2 separate regions of the Arachis hypogaea genome follow, and region 1 is linked to region 2. A link is a contact called in public Hi-C data. All regions are on one chromosome and are shown on one strand. The core of a region is the stretch at or near the end of the contact, and the rest is flanking DNA. Distances in the headings are between cores, read along the strand shown. Region 1 holds the start of LOC112766377. Region 2 holds the start of LOC140180698.

The links. A called contact is a pair of places that touch in the nucleus more often than the background predicts.
Region 1: a Hi-C map of an unstated tissue shows a contact between it and region 2, with 4 times the contacts expected there. The contact joins the promoter of LOC112766377 here to the promoter of LOC140180698 in region 2. A contact is called at or near these places in 3 of 8 Hi-C or Micro-C datasets (leaf and an unstated tissue).

Annotation. Positions count from the first base shown.
Region 1 is chr17:118,105,217-118,111,939 of arahy.Tifrunner.gnm2.J5K5, forward strand. It overlaps LOC112766377, which reads right to left and starts at 3,087. Exons shown (of 1, transcript XM_025812270.3): 1 at 1,640-3,087. The coding sequence starts at 2,538. The coding sequence ends at 1,804.
Region 2 is chr17:117,939,650-117,946,509 of arahy.Tifrunner.gnm2.J5K5, forward strand. It overlaps LOC140180698, which reads right to left and starts at 4,950. Exons shown (of 1, transcript XM_072221976.1): 1 at 4,348-4,950. The coding sequence starts at 4,950. The coding sequence ends at 4,348. LOC112765679 reads left to right here and starts at 908. Exons shown (of 2, transcript XM_025811556.3): 1 at 908-1,141; 2 at 1,221-1,693. The coding sequence starts at 964. The coding sequence ends at 1,501.

The DNA of each region.
Region 1 (6,723 bases), core at 1,837-4,336, 160 kb after region 2:
CTAGCTACGGTAGCTTGTTTAATGCATTTTGATTTTGTGTCTATTTTGGCTCTTGGACAGAACTATAGGGTTCGGTCCATCTTCGATATTCAAATAACATATATGACCTTATACCTAAGTTTTTGGCTGCATATGGTAGGAAGCGTGTCATATATATATATAGTACGTTTATACCTATATAGTTTGAGCGCAATATTGTGTAACAACAGACGCATGCATTATCTTAATAGTTTTATGCAGGATTAACAAGGAATTATATATATCTGCTATATAACAGAAATCAGCAACAACCAACAAAGATTAGGTTTAAGAGATGATGTTGATCCTTCATATATACTAGATACAGTGAACCGTAGTTTGAATTCTTGCCTAGAAAAATTAAAGTACCTAACACAGAAACAGAAGCGTTTCAAATAAGATTTCTTAAATGGGAAATAATAAGATTAAATTTGTTAAGTATTGATGGCTTGACATAGTTATATTATTTAAACAGTCCAGTTCATCCAATATGTATGTACCAGATTCTATGCTAATGCTACGTCACGTATCACGGTGGTCAATTAAACGCTACCAAATGAGAGTTTTAAACTTGCTATATATACATGGAACAATGTTTTGGAATCCATTTATACCTTATACTAGACTGGTGCTTGGTTTGTTTCACCACTAATTTTTCCCTGGCCTCTCTCTTAAATGCTGGTTTGACTTTTATGTATAGAATATTGGAAACTTGCATTGCTGTAGTTTAAACATCGTACTTGATCATAAGCGCAACAAAATAAACACTCCGATTGGTAGTTGAACATGCATCATTGCATTGGTTGGACTATATGGTCATAATGGAGATTAAAATAGATCTCTCTTTTCTAATGTATTAGGGAACGTAAAGTTTCCGACTGAGAAGGCACTAATAAACAGCGACGAGCGTTGGCTCAAATGATTTAAAGGCGACGCGGTCGAGCCTTTAATTTCTATTAATTGGAATTGGAATAAATTAAAGGCCAAGTAGTAGTACAACTAAACTAACGCGTTTTGCATTGGTAACAAGAATTACGAACTCTCAGCTCCTCTTTTCCATTTTAATATCACATTCAGCTACAGAAATCTCATTCAAGCTTTCCATATTATTTCAACACTACTACTTCACGTACTCTTTGTCCTATCGTTTTTATAAAGATTCAATCACCTAAGATAGGGTTCTTAGTCAGTTTCCATCCAGCTGTGAACAGATATGCCTACCATATTTAAATTTGAACCCAAATAATATTATATATTGAATACTCTTGATATTTTCGTATAAAATAGCATTATAAACTGTTAGATAATTTAAAATATTTAAAAAATATATTTATTTATTATTGTATTACGTGTCCATTAAAATTAATCGCTAAAATTAATTATGAATATAAAATATATATTAAAATATAAATACACATTAAAAATAAATTAAACTATACATATATTTATACATAAATATATTAGTAATTAATTTTAATTTTGAATAATATTTTTTATTTATCTAACCGTTCATAACATCACACCTTAACGGAAGTATCTCTCTATATTACAAGCTGATTTAGTGATCAAATGAAAATAGAAAAAGCAAATAAAGACTAATTATGAATAGGCAGAAGTAAAATAAGCCATCCAAGAAAGAAGAAGATTATTATTTACATACACCATAAGTAAAAATTAATTGAAGTGCAGAATATACTTTAAAAACAACAACACCACATTCATTAATAAGAACAAAAAAAGAAAGCGAAAACTATTGTGATTCATCATATAGTTCATAGACAAGTCTCAATGAAAATTAGAGTGGTCAGAGAAATTTGAAGATACATATTCCCTCACTTCCCTGGCAATCACATCCCTCATCACATCCCAAAACCCTGAACCCACACTAGTCTCCGGCGAGGCTCGCTGTTGCTCCGCCTCCACCGCACCGCTACCACGATCAATCCCAGGCGGGGCAAGAGTCAACGCAGTCAACGGGTCATCCTCCAAGGGCAACGTGCAAGGTGGCAGGGCCCCTGAAGAACACGAGGCTCTCTCGTTTGTTGGCGCCGCAGCAAGAGAAGCGCAAGTAGCGTGAACTCCGGTAGCACTACCACCGCGACGTTGGTCTCTGGCCCTCCGCTTGAGAGTGGAGTTCCAGTGGTTCTTTACAGCGTTATCGGTTCGGCCCGGCAATAACCTGGCAATGGTGGCCCATCTGTTACCGTACTGGGCATGGGCGGCGATGATGGTGTCGTCCTCGTGGGAGGAGAAGGGACGGTGCTCCACCGTTGGGCTTAGCTGGTTGCACCACCTTAGTCTGCAGGACTTGCCCGACCTCCCCTTTATGTAGCGACTAATGAGAGTCCAGTTTCGTGCCCCGTATCTCTCCACCAAGCGGGTCAGGATCCGGTCTTCTTCTGCGCTCCATGGACCTTTGATCCTCTCGGGCCTGTTGGGATTCCTTTGCGTTGACTCCGACGACGAAGAGTCCGAAGAAGAAGCTGTGCACGATGAGCTTCTATTATTCAATGCTTCCATTATATCGACTCCACTGAAACTACTATTCAGTTTAGACTTATGAGTGATTGTGTAGAGCTAGAGTGGTTTTGGGATTAGCAAGTGCAATGGGCAAAGATAGTGTTTATTAGGGGGTTTATATATGTAGAGAGAGAGATAGAGATTGGTGTGTGTATGTATGTGTGATGTGAAGGTGCATGCAGGTTGGAATAATATTATAATAGTAATTAAGAAATGTGCGTGTGCGACTTGGAAGAAGGGGAAAAAGGGATTAAGGGTACTTCCAGGAAAGTGGCTTTGGTTTTTGTACAGTTGGTGGGTGTGGACTCTGGAGGCTTCAACACTGGAGGGTCTAACTACAATGACTCTCCACTACTCTCTCCATATATATCCTTCTTTCTTTCTGGCTGGCATACTCTTTGACCATTTTGTCCTCTTTGAAATTTCCTCAACATCTTCATTCTTTTCTTTTAATTTATTTTGTTTTTGTATGTTGCTTGCAATGCATTGCATATTATATAGAGGAAATCCATTCATATTTAATATTGTCATTACAGTTATTAATCCGTCATTTTCTGTTTGTTGCCTTCTTTTGCACCTTGTATCATTGATGATCACAGTTAGCATAGCATCATTTTGGGCACACTCCCACTCCGGTGAGGATTGGGTTTCTGGATTTGGACTAATCAAGTTCGCATATATTTAGTCTAAATTAATAAACCAAGAAAAGACCCTAGTATGGAAAATCAACAGCTGTCTAGAGTAGACAGATACTATTTATTTAGGGACGAAGCTATGTAGGGACAAGAGGATAACATTAATTGAGCAGCATAAAATAAAATCATTCTCGTACTAATAACTAGGCTATCAATATTCGGATGGTAACTCAATTTTTTTAGTTTTCTTAAAATACTTTCTAAAATCATTTTAAAATAAAATTTTGTACTAAGAGAATAAATAATATCTTTATGTATTTATTTTATTAAGAAACTAAAAAATAATAATTATTTTAACCAATGTTCTTAAGACAAGATAACATTGATAAGTAAATCATTTATTACTATGCTATTATTACACGTGGGCAGAGAATGGTTAAATAAGAAAATTGATAAAATGAAAAAAAAAATATAATTACTATTAAATTTTTAATTTTTAACATATATACGTGTTATTATTTTAATTTAAAAATAATTAAATATTTACGTTTTTATTTTAAAAAATTTTGATCCACTTAATAATATATATATTTTTTTAGGGAAGCATTTAAAACATGACAGGAGAGGTCGAGCTGTTGAACACAGAACAAACGTTTTCTGAATTTTTAATTTAATAGTATAGAATTAAAAGATTGAGAAAAAAGGTAGAAAAGAGGGTCTAAAACCTTTTTTGACTGCTTTTGTTTGTTTGAGATCTTATACAGCTGTAATGTAAAAGCATATCTCCCAACTCTATCTATAAACAACCAATTATCAATGGAAAAAAAAAGAAGTGGAGTGTTCTGCGGCAATATGTTACAATAAAAAGCATAGCCTCTGCTGTGACCCCTGCTGTTATAGTATTTGAAATATCTATTAATTAAGAGGTTTACGTTGAAGTAATAGAAAGATTAAGCATTTTAAAATACTGATCGGCCGAAAACATTTGAAAGTGAAAGAGTAAAAGAAAAGGCATAAAAAAACTAAGCAGCTTGGAAATACTACTTCAACGTCCTCCACGTAGGAAGGGCCCGCTACCAGGCTGTAAGAATCTCACGTGATTCAAGTTGAATCCCTTTGACTTTTTGCTCTAATGTAGCGTTTATCCGGTCCCACACTTTCTCCTGGAGCGTGACCTCACACTCCAACCCCACTGGACCCAATCCATTACCACGTCATTCCATTAATTCTAAAAAATGAAAAACAACCAAACAAAATAGCATTTGTTACGGGTATCCTGTCTTGTTACATTCGTCAAATTATATTCGGTTGAGTTAATACAATCTTTACAAGCAGGAGTAATATTATTGTTGGGAATAGTTTGATTTGAAAAACAAATTTGAAGCAGGTAAAACACGCGCCTAAAATATGAGTATGATGATGAGGGAGGGAGACATGATGGCAGGGGTAGCCGCCCACGTGGCAAAAATAAATGGTATTTTGGAGTGTTGTGGGGAGAGGTGTAAAGAAGGGAAGCAGTTGGGCAGTTGATAGTAGCCAGCTGGCACCAAACTCCAATGCACCGACTTTCTCTTGTTCTTGTTCTCAATTTTCAGTTGCAAATGGAATATTAATCCGTTCCTGCACTATATGGTTGCAACATAACCCTCAAGTGACTCAACCAATGCTAACAAACCAGACCACACCATATATAGTGTGTCTATGTGTGATTGCATAGGTTATTACTTATTACTTATTAGTACTACTATCTATATAAATAAATGAAGACAGAAGACGGTTCGGACTACAATAATTCGGGGTAGAGAGAGGCAGTTGCATGGTGGGACCTGGAATCGTAGAGTGAATGGATTTCATTCATGCAGATTTAAAACTCCTGTGAGGCGTGTGAGAGTGATAGGTAGCAAATGGTGGGTCCCACTGTGCCCCCCTCCAACCTATTTGCCGGTCCATTTGGGTCCTACTCCATTCCGCGTGTCCTCCTGAGACGGTCAACCTTGCTGCTCTATTTATTACTAACTTTGTTAATCGAGTCCGTTTAAATAAATATTGATAGTTAATTAATTAATAATAAATTATTAAATAAAATTTAAATTTATAAAAAATTAATTATTAACTTGTTAAATTAAAAGTATCGTGAATAAAAAAAAAAAATTTAGACTCAGTAATTTTGTTAAATTTTGACTAGCATGTAATCAGCAAAAAAAAAATAAGTCATTAGATGAAATTTCACACCAATTTCACACTATTAAAATCATCATTGATAGTTATTTGATGGCTACAAATCACAAAAATTGCTGGCCCCTAACATTCATCATAAAAAAAATTAAAATTTTAATTTAATTTTTAAAATATGTTTATATTATAATTTTAAATAAATTAATTAATTTTACAAAAAATTATACTAAATCTTAATATTTTACAATTTGAATTTTATTATAATTATTTTTATATGCTTAATTTTTTTTTTTAATTTCAAGACTCAATTTTTTCTATCTAATTCTTGTCTTTTCCGTTGTCTTATTTTTGCTCTTACAAATTCTTTTGTCTAATAATATAACTTCTCTAAGGGCTAAGCTATAAACATTTAAAATTAAATTCTATACTAAATACTGTGTCGGTTTATAATTAACATGATATGCACAACTTGTTTATATTTCCGTCTCTGCTGCACTTTGAAACAATTGTCTCTTTCTTTAATTGGATAACGTAAGTCCACTCAGATTCAAAGTTTACAGGGTGGAATAAAAGCAATATTTTAACTTATGTGCTTTGTTTTGTTTACTCCATATATGATATGATATGATTCTTGGATGACATTGTTGTAAGAAGCTTAGTCTATATTCCAATTCTAAATTTATTATAAATGTAAGTCATTTTTTGTTTTACATAGTCATAAAATTATGATGTAAACATATACTGTTAGTGTATTTAAATGTAAGCAATAGTGAATTGTAATTTTTTGTTTCCAGTTTACAAGTAAAATCAGCTAAATACATCTATAAACTATGTCCGTGATTAAACAGCCCATAAACTGCTTAGGTTGTAGCCCATCATGTTTCATACAATGTTACATGATACGTAATTGACCCAACAAGTAGCCCGTTATTTATTGGTCCAACTATAGAGTTTGGGATTGGACTTGAAATTTATTGTTTTACTTGGAAAAGTTTGTCATTAAACCAATAATAATAGCCATGTCCCTATAAAAAAAAAAAAAAAACAATAATGATAGTGTTCATACCCTGACCCAACAAATAAAATCAGGTCCAATAACGAGGAAAGGCCCGCCAAAAGAGGCGGCCTCTACAACATACCCGACCTCTTTAAAGAGGTCGGACACCATGAAGGAGTCCAGTTCTACCTGCCTAAACAGGTAACTACCTCTGCAGATTTCTCCCGCTATTTTTATCTCACCTAAAAGATAGATCTCAAAAAATTTCCAAAATAAAAGGGTGTGGTTAGCTATCAATAAAGATGGAACTACCACAACAAAGGTGTTTATCGACTCTATTATAAATACATTGACACCTCTCAGGTATAATTTACGTTC
Region 2 (6,860 bases), core at 3,700-6,199:
CAAATCACAAGCACAGGATTGCTATGCCTATGCTACTGAATGAATGAATGCAGATTACTCTTACCTCTCCTTAGCTTGTCTCATTCACTCTGCATGTATGTGTGTTAGTGTGTTACGTTTAACAACTCATGAGCAGTCAGCAACATAGCCACAGTTACTCAGAATGTCCGGAAATCACTGCTTCAACGGAAGGGAGTGCTATGCTGCTTGCTCATGAAGTCATTCTATTCTTCTGCTCTTCACTTGTCACCATCACAATTTAAAACTGCTCGCTTCGCTGAGAGATCATATAATTTCCATTCAGTAATACTAGGGAGTAAGGACTAAGGAATCAGTTCTTTTTTTAGGATTCTAAATTATAAACCATAAACACTAAATTCTCTAAAAAATAAGAATTTCTAAAATTAAAAAAAGTTAATTAATATTAACTAATTAAAAATGAATTCCTATGCTAGTTTTATAGTTTTATTCGATTCTCATGGATCATTTTCTCCTTTTCCTATCGTCTGTTGGAAATTTGTATTGTGGGCCTAACGATTTGGCATGGGCCTTTCAGCCCAGTTTTGAACAAAACCTCTGGATCGTTTGACCATTAGCCAGAGCGTTGAAAGTTGTCAAATTCACCAACCCATATTTCTGAGAGTTAGATTAAAAAGTGATTAGTGAAGACTCATGACTCTGTTTTCCCGTTTATTCGTTTATGCGCCTTTGCCGAACTCATCATTCTTTTAGATTCCTTTCACCTTATTAATTGACCTTTTTTTTTTTAGTAAGAAAGCCTTATAGACTATAGTAGTTGGTGTCAACCGCTGGAGATTGTGTTCCGTGTAGCTACCACCACTGCTACTTGATGGAAACATAACAGAAAATAATTGAAAACGGATCCAAGCTGAGTCTATGATTCTATTTATATGTTGGAACACCCAAGTGCGCTAAAACACACCAAGCTACAGTTTGAAGCAAATGGATAGTATTATAGTAATTAGAGGAGCAGTACTGTTGGTTGTGATAACTTGTTCGATTGCTGGTGGCAGCGAGGGCCGAAGCATATTAGTTGGAGGCTCTCAAGGGTGGCGTGCTGGCACCAACTACACCGAATGGACTATACAAAACAGCCCCTTCCACATCAATGATACACTAGGTACGTTCTTGTGAAACTAATAACTGAAAATTATTAGATAATTTGATACGTTTGAACTGCTTAATATACTACAATGCAGTGTTCAAGTATCCAGCACCAAACAAAGCGACAGCGGCGCAGAGTGTGTACGTGCTGCCCACCATGTGGAGCTACACAACGTGCGAGTTCCGGGGTGCAAAGCTGTTGGGGAACACCCATGAAGGTGGCGGAGAGGGATTCAAGGTGAAACTCGATCAGTGGAGGCCTTACTACTTTGCCTCTCCCGAAAACGGCGCCGGTGACTGCATTGCTGGACTCACCAAGTTCATTGCCATACCAACTCCATATTCATCCCACCACCGCACTACTTTCTCTCCCTAAGCTACCTACAACCATATCATTATTATTATTACTATACAATCTTGATTTCTACTATTTAAATAAATGGATGGGATACTCTGCTCCCAGCAAGTTAAGCATACCATAGTGCTTTGTTTTCTTTGGTTAATCCCAGTGCTCCTTCAGTCCTTGGATTGTATTCTTGTCTTTTATTAAATTTTTGTGTTATTTTGATTCTGGTTGTTTTAACTTATTTTAAGGGTAAAGTATTAAATTGGTCCCTATATTTGGGCCTAATTCTGTTTTACTTTTTAAGATTTAAAGTGTGTTATTTGAATCCAAAAAAAATTTCATTTAGCATTAATTTAGTCCCACAGTGAGGTCAAACTTAAATAATTAACGGAATGTCCTACATAACAACAGTACAAGAACAAAATCGATAATCTGGAGAACAAGTACAAGCTCTAGAGGCACAAAATCAACCGTTGATGTATCAATACATTTATTTATCATTCTCTTTAGTTCTATAGAAAATATTTTATTTATATTATAAGAAAAATAATAAATAAATATATTGATACATCAACGGCTTGTACATGTCGCATTTATTTTTGTACTGTTGTTATGTAGGACATTTCATTAATTATTTAATTTTGATCTCACTGTGGGATTAAATTGATGCTAAATAAAATATTTTTGGATTCAAATAGGATACTTTAAACTTTAAGGATTAAAACAGAATTACACCCAAACATAAGGGACTAATTTAGTACTTTACCCCTTATTTTAAAACTTAAAATTAATTTAGTAATTAGTATAAATAGGTAGCATTGTTCTCTCATAAAATACAATAACAACATGCTAAAGAGTTATAGTTTAATTGACATAATCTCTCTATATTCACTTAAGAAGTTATGGATTCAAGTCCCCTTATTTTTAATAAAAAAAAAATACAACATATAATAAAAATTTTTCATTTTTTTTATTCTTTCATAGTTTTATTATCTTTTTTATTTTATTTCCTAAAGATATAATATTGATTTCCTTCCATAGTTGCATCAACATATTTCTAATAGTTTTCCTTTTCGTAAACATTCATAACCAACCTGAGTCTCACATACATAAACAAGTGACTACAATAGTAAGACTCATTTTTACGCTGAAACTATATGTCTTAAGAGTTTCCCTTTTTTTTCTTAAGGCCGTTATTTTTTTTTTATTTGTTGATTATCAGAATTTCATTAAAAACTAATGAAAGGTCTGCTGAAAATAGTTTTTGAGATCAGTTTATCCTATAAATTTGTGATTTTTTCTATTTTTTTCTATATATTTTTTACTTTAATAAATAAAATAAATATAATATTTACTAAAATATTTTTTTTTTTTAAATTTACCGATTTAAATTCCCTTACCATATCTCGTTTACGCATTGTCATCTTGTTTACATTATAAACGAGATATGACCCGTGCGCGCCTATATATAGAAGTTGTTCACGGCCGACTTCCGGATCCCAGTTTGACTTTGTCAACATCTTTCTCTCATCTTTTAACCATTTTTGACTATACCTTTGACCCAAACAGTGATGGCGCGCCAAGTGGGGAATGACGGGGATATAACAGGCTGAACGAGACGGCACATTACGCCGGGGCGGCCGACTTCGAGGTTAGTTTCGTTATGGTTGTTAAATTTAATGATGTTGTCATTGTTAAGGTAGTCATGAAGATCTGGAACGTTGGTAAATAATTTAGGAGTTAGACATGTATTGTTAATTTAGTACTCTATGCGCTTGTATTAGGTTGGTATGACATAAATATTATTAGTTTGGAACTCTGATATCCCTGTGCTATGTTGTTAGTATTTATAAATTTAATGCCATTATAGTATAACACTGTTTACATTAATAAATTTTGATATTTTTTTCTTAGAAATTTAAGACTTTATTTTGTTGTATTATATTATTTAATTTGTAATAAAAGTAACAATAAAAATCATTAATCTAGAGAATTTTGAGAGATAAATATTATCAAAAGTAAAATTAATTTTTGAAAATGTTAAAAAAAATCTATAAGTTATTAATGATTTTATATAATTTAAAAATTATTTTTGGTTGTCATTATTCAGAGGCTTCGCCTTCTACTTCCCCAACGAGTGAGCCATACTTTACCTCCACCGGACGCCATCGTCCCGTATCTGACTGAGGCCGGATTTGGTGACACAGTGCCGCTTAGGGATTTTACTTTTGACAATTCCCTGATTTCGGCACTGGTGGAGCGATGGCGTCCAGAGATGCACACGTTTCATCTTCCGTGGAGTGAGGTCACTATCATCCTGCAGGATGTGGCATACCACCTAGGCCTACACGCACACGGTAACCCCGTCGGAGGTGCCTCCGTGACTTTGGTAGGTGGTACACCACGGAGACGTGGGCGTTGGTGGAGCAGCTCCTTGGTGCCAGGCCTCCCGTGGCAGCACAGCAGGCGGCGTAGAGGAAGGAGTCATTCACCCTGAAGCTTGTGTGACTACGGGATCGTGTCCGCCAGATGCCCCAGACAGACGATCCCAAGACCCTCCGACAGTACGCTAGGTGTTATATCATGTTACTGATCGGAGGGTATCTGATGACCGACAAGTCCAACAATCTGGTGCACCTTCGATGGCTACCTTTGCTCCGGGACTTTGCGGAGTGTACAGCGTTTTCCTGGGCTCGGCTGTGCTGGTCTGGACGTATCAGTCCCTTTCTTTGGCGGCTTAGTAGGGCGTCACGGATATCGCTGGCTGTACTCCGTTGTTGATGTCCTGGATTTATCAGAGATTCCTCCAGTGGTGTCCACCAGATAAAGGCGTCTATCGATCAGTATCCGCTGGCTGCGAGGTGAGAAATGTCTTTTTATGTATTTGAGTTAAATAATTTTGTTAAATCTTTTGGTATGTTAATTAACAAACTCTTGAATCGGGTCATGAAATTCGTAGCCATGTGTCTGATACAGTAAGCATGGAACGCCCTAGGGGGATGCCACCCGCTATCATCGGCTCCTAGGGCGGCCTTGATGGCCTGAGATCTGTCAGATATAACCAGTAAGCCGTCTTGTGGAGTCACGTGGTGCCTCAAATTAGTAAGAAAGAACGACCATGACTCGGTGCTCTCAGACTCAACAATGGCAAAAGCAATTGGCAGTATGTTGCTGTTGCCGTCTAGCGCCACCGCTATAAGCAACACTCCACCATACTTACCATACAAATGCGTGCCATCTACAGAGACGAATGGCTTGCAATGCTTGAAGGCCTCAACATATGATGGAAAAGCCCAGAATACTTTGTCGAACATGCAGCAGTCACACACCACGAGGTGTCCTTCGTAGTACGGTTTGACGCGTAGGTCACATATGGTGCCGGGGAAACAGCTTTGTAGTGCCTGAAGCAGCTTCGGCACCTTGTTGTATGACTCTTCCCAATCACCGTAGATCCATGCAATTGCCTTCTGCTTTGTCATCCACACCTTTCTGTATGACGGTTTAAAGTGATAGCTTGTCTGGACCGCACCTTACAACACCGGGATACTCATAGACGGGTTGGACTGAATCAAGGGCAATATGACTCTACAGATGAGACTGCTATCTAACTGACAATGGTCTTGAGACATGGTGGGTGCCAGACAGCTGTGTGGTCCACCAAACCTCCGAACCTCCCTAATGACAACAAAAAATTTATTCTTACAAATCATCTATAAACAAAATAACATATCATACAAAACTACTCAAATTCACAATTAAAGTTGAACATACCAGTATCCGAGATTCTGACGAAGGGCCACACGAAGGCTCCATTGACACCCACTATCGGCTTGACGGCACTGCACATGGTACTTTAACCGGTCGGACTCTATCACCCGGTACTCAGCACTCCTGTGAATACTGTAGTTCTTCACATCTTGAAACACCACTTCTCGGCTTCTGAACTTGTGTCCGACCCGAAACTCCACACCGCCGACTAGGTTGTAATCCACTCCACAGGTGTCAGAAACCGGGATCCTCATGCATGACGTCCAGATCTAAACTGTGATAGTGACTTGGCACAGCCGATAGCGCCGAAATCGGGTGAGGTGGAGGTAGCACATGGCACGGCACAGCCCCTGCAGGTGTCTCCGGCACAAACTCATCCTCATTGCCACCATCGGAAGACTCACTGTCTCCACTGTTCGCCACGTAATCCTCGTCCGACTCCTCCTCACCCTCCTCTGCCTTATGCTCCGGAATCGCGACATGAATGGGCGGTGGTGCGAGAAGTCGGTCGTCCTGCACATAGGTGTCCTGTGCGGAACTCCCTCTACCACTGTGACCCACCTCGGCGGACAGCTCCATTACCTGTTCACACATGATCCTCCCATGAATGTTGAACATCAGTCGCACATGCTCGTCCCCGTGAAGTCGGAAATGTCGAAACCGGAAGACTCCATTTCCCATGGGTGCCAACAACATGTACGCCACCCTTCCGATTTCCCTCGCTTGTGTCCCACCAACCTTGCTAAATATCAAACTCTTCAAATCCGACAACGTCTGCACACGCTGAGTGCGAAAAAATATCGGATCGTGACACTCAAATGTCACCCCGTTGTCGCCATTTCTCATATGACAATTCGGATAAAGAAGCACAACTATGAATGGATTGTTACTGGCTATTCAACTTTGTTTTTGAGAGAAAAAAGAGACAGAGAAAGGATATGAAATGTGTGTGAAGAATACCAAGGGTTACACATCCTTTTATAGATGCTGAATATTTTCTTATATATATATATATATATATCGTTTACAGTGTAAACGAGATATAGCAAGAAAATTTAATCGGTAAACTCTCTAAAAAATACTTATTTTGGTAAATATTACATTTATTTTATTTATTAAAATAAAAAATCCCTCACACACTCGTTCGCTCACATACATTAAAAGTTCTTCTCTACCATTATCCAGCTATTACTGGAAATCAAGCCTTCGTATGGCTACGTATGAGGCAAATAGGTTTGTCACTCTTATATTGTCTTAGTCAATTCACAAGTCATGATTTGTGAAATAATATAAACTGGTGTTCTAAAAATCGAACTGGACTGGCTAGATTGTAACAATCAAAATTTATAGGGGTGTTCATGGATCGGATCGTATCTGCAGATCCGCAGTAAATATTCGCATCCGATCCAAAAATTACGGATACGATCCGATCCGCAGATTGATTGGATCGGATAGGATTCGATCCGCACTCTTTACGGATTGGATCGTAGATATCTGCTCTACATCCGCATATCCAATCCGCGGATCCGCAGATCTGCACAATAACAATTAAAAATAAATAAATATATATATGTTTGTTATTATATTTACTTGTTTGTTTGTTTTAGTTAGTAATTATTAT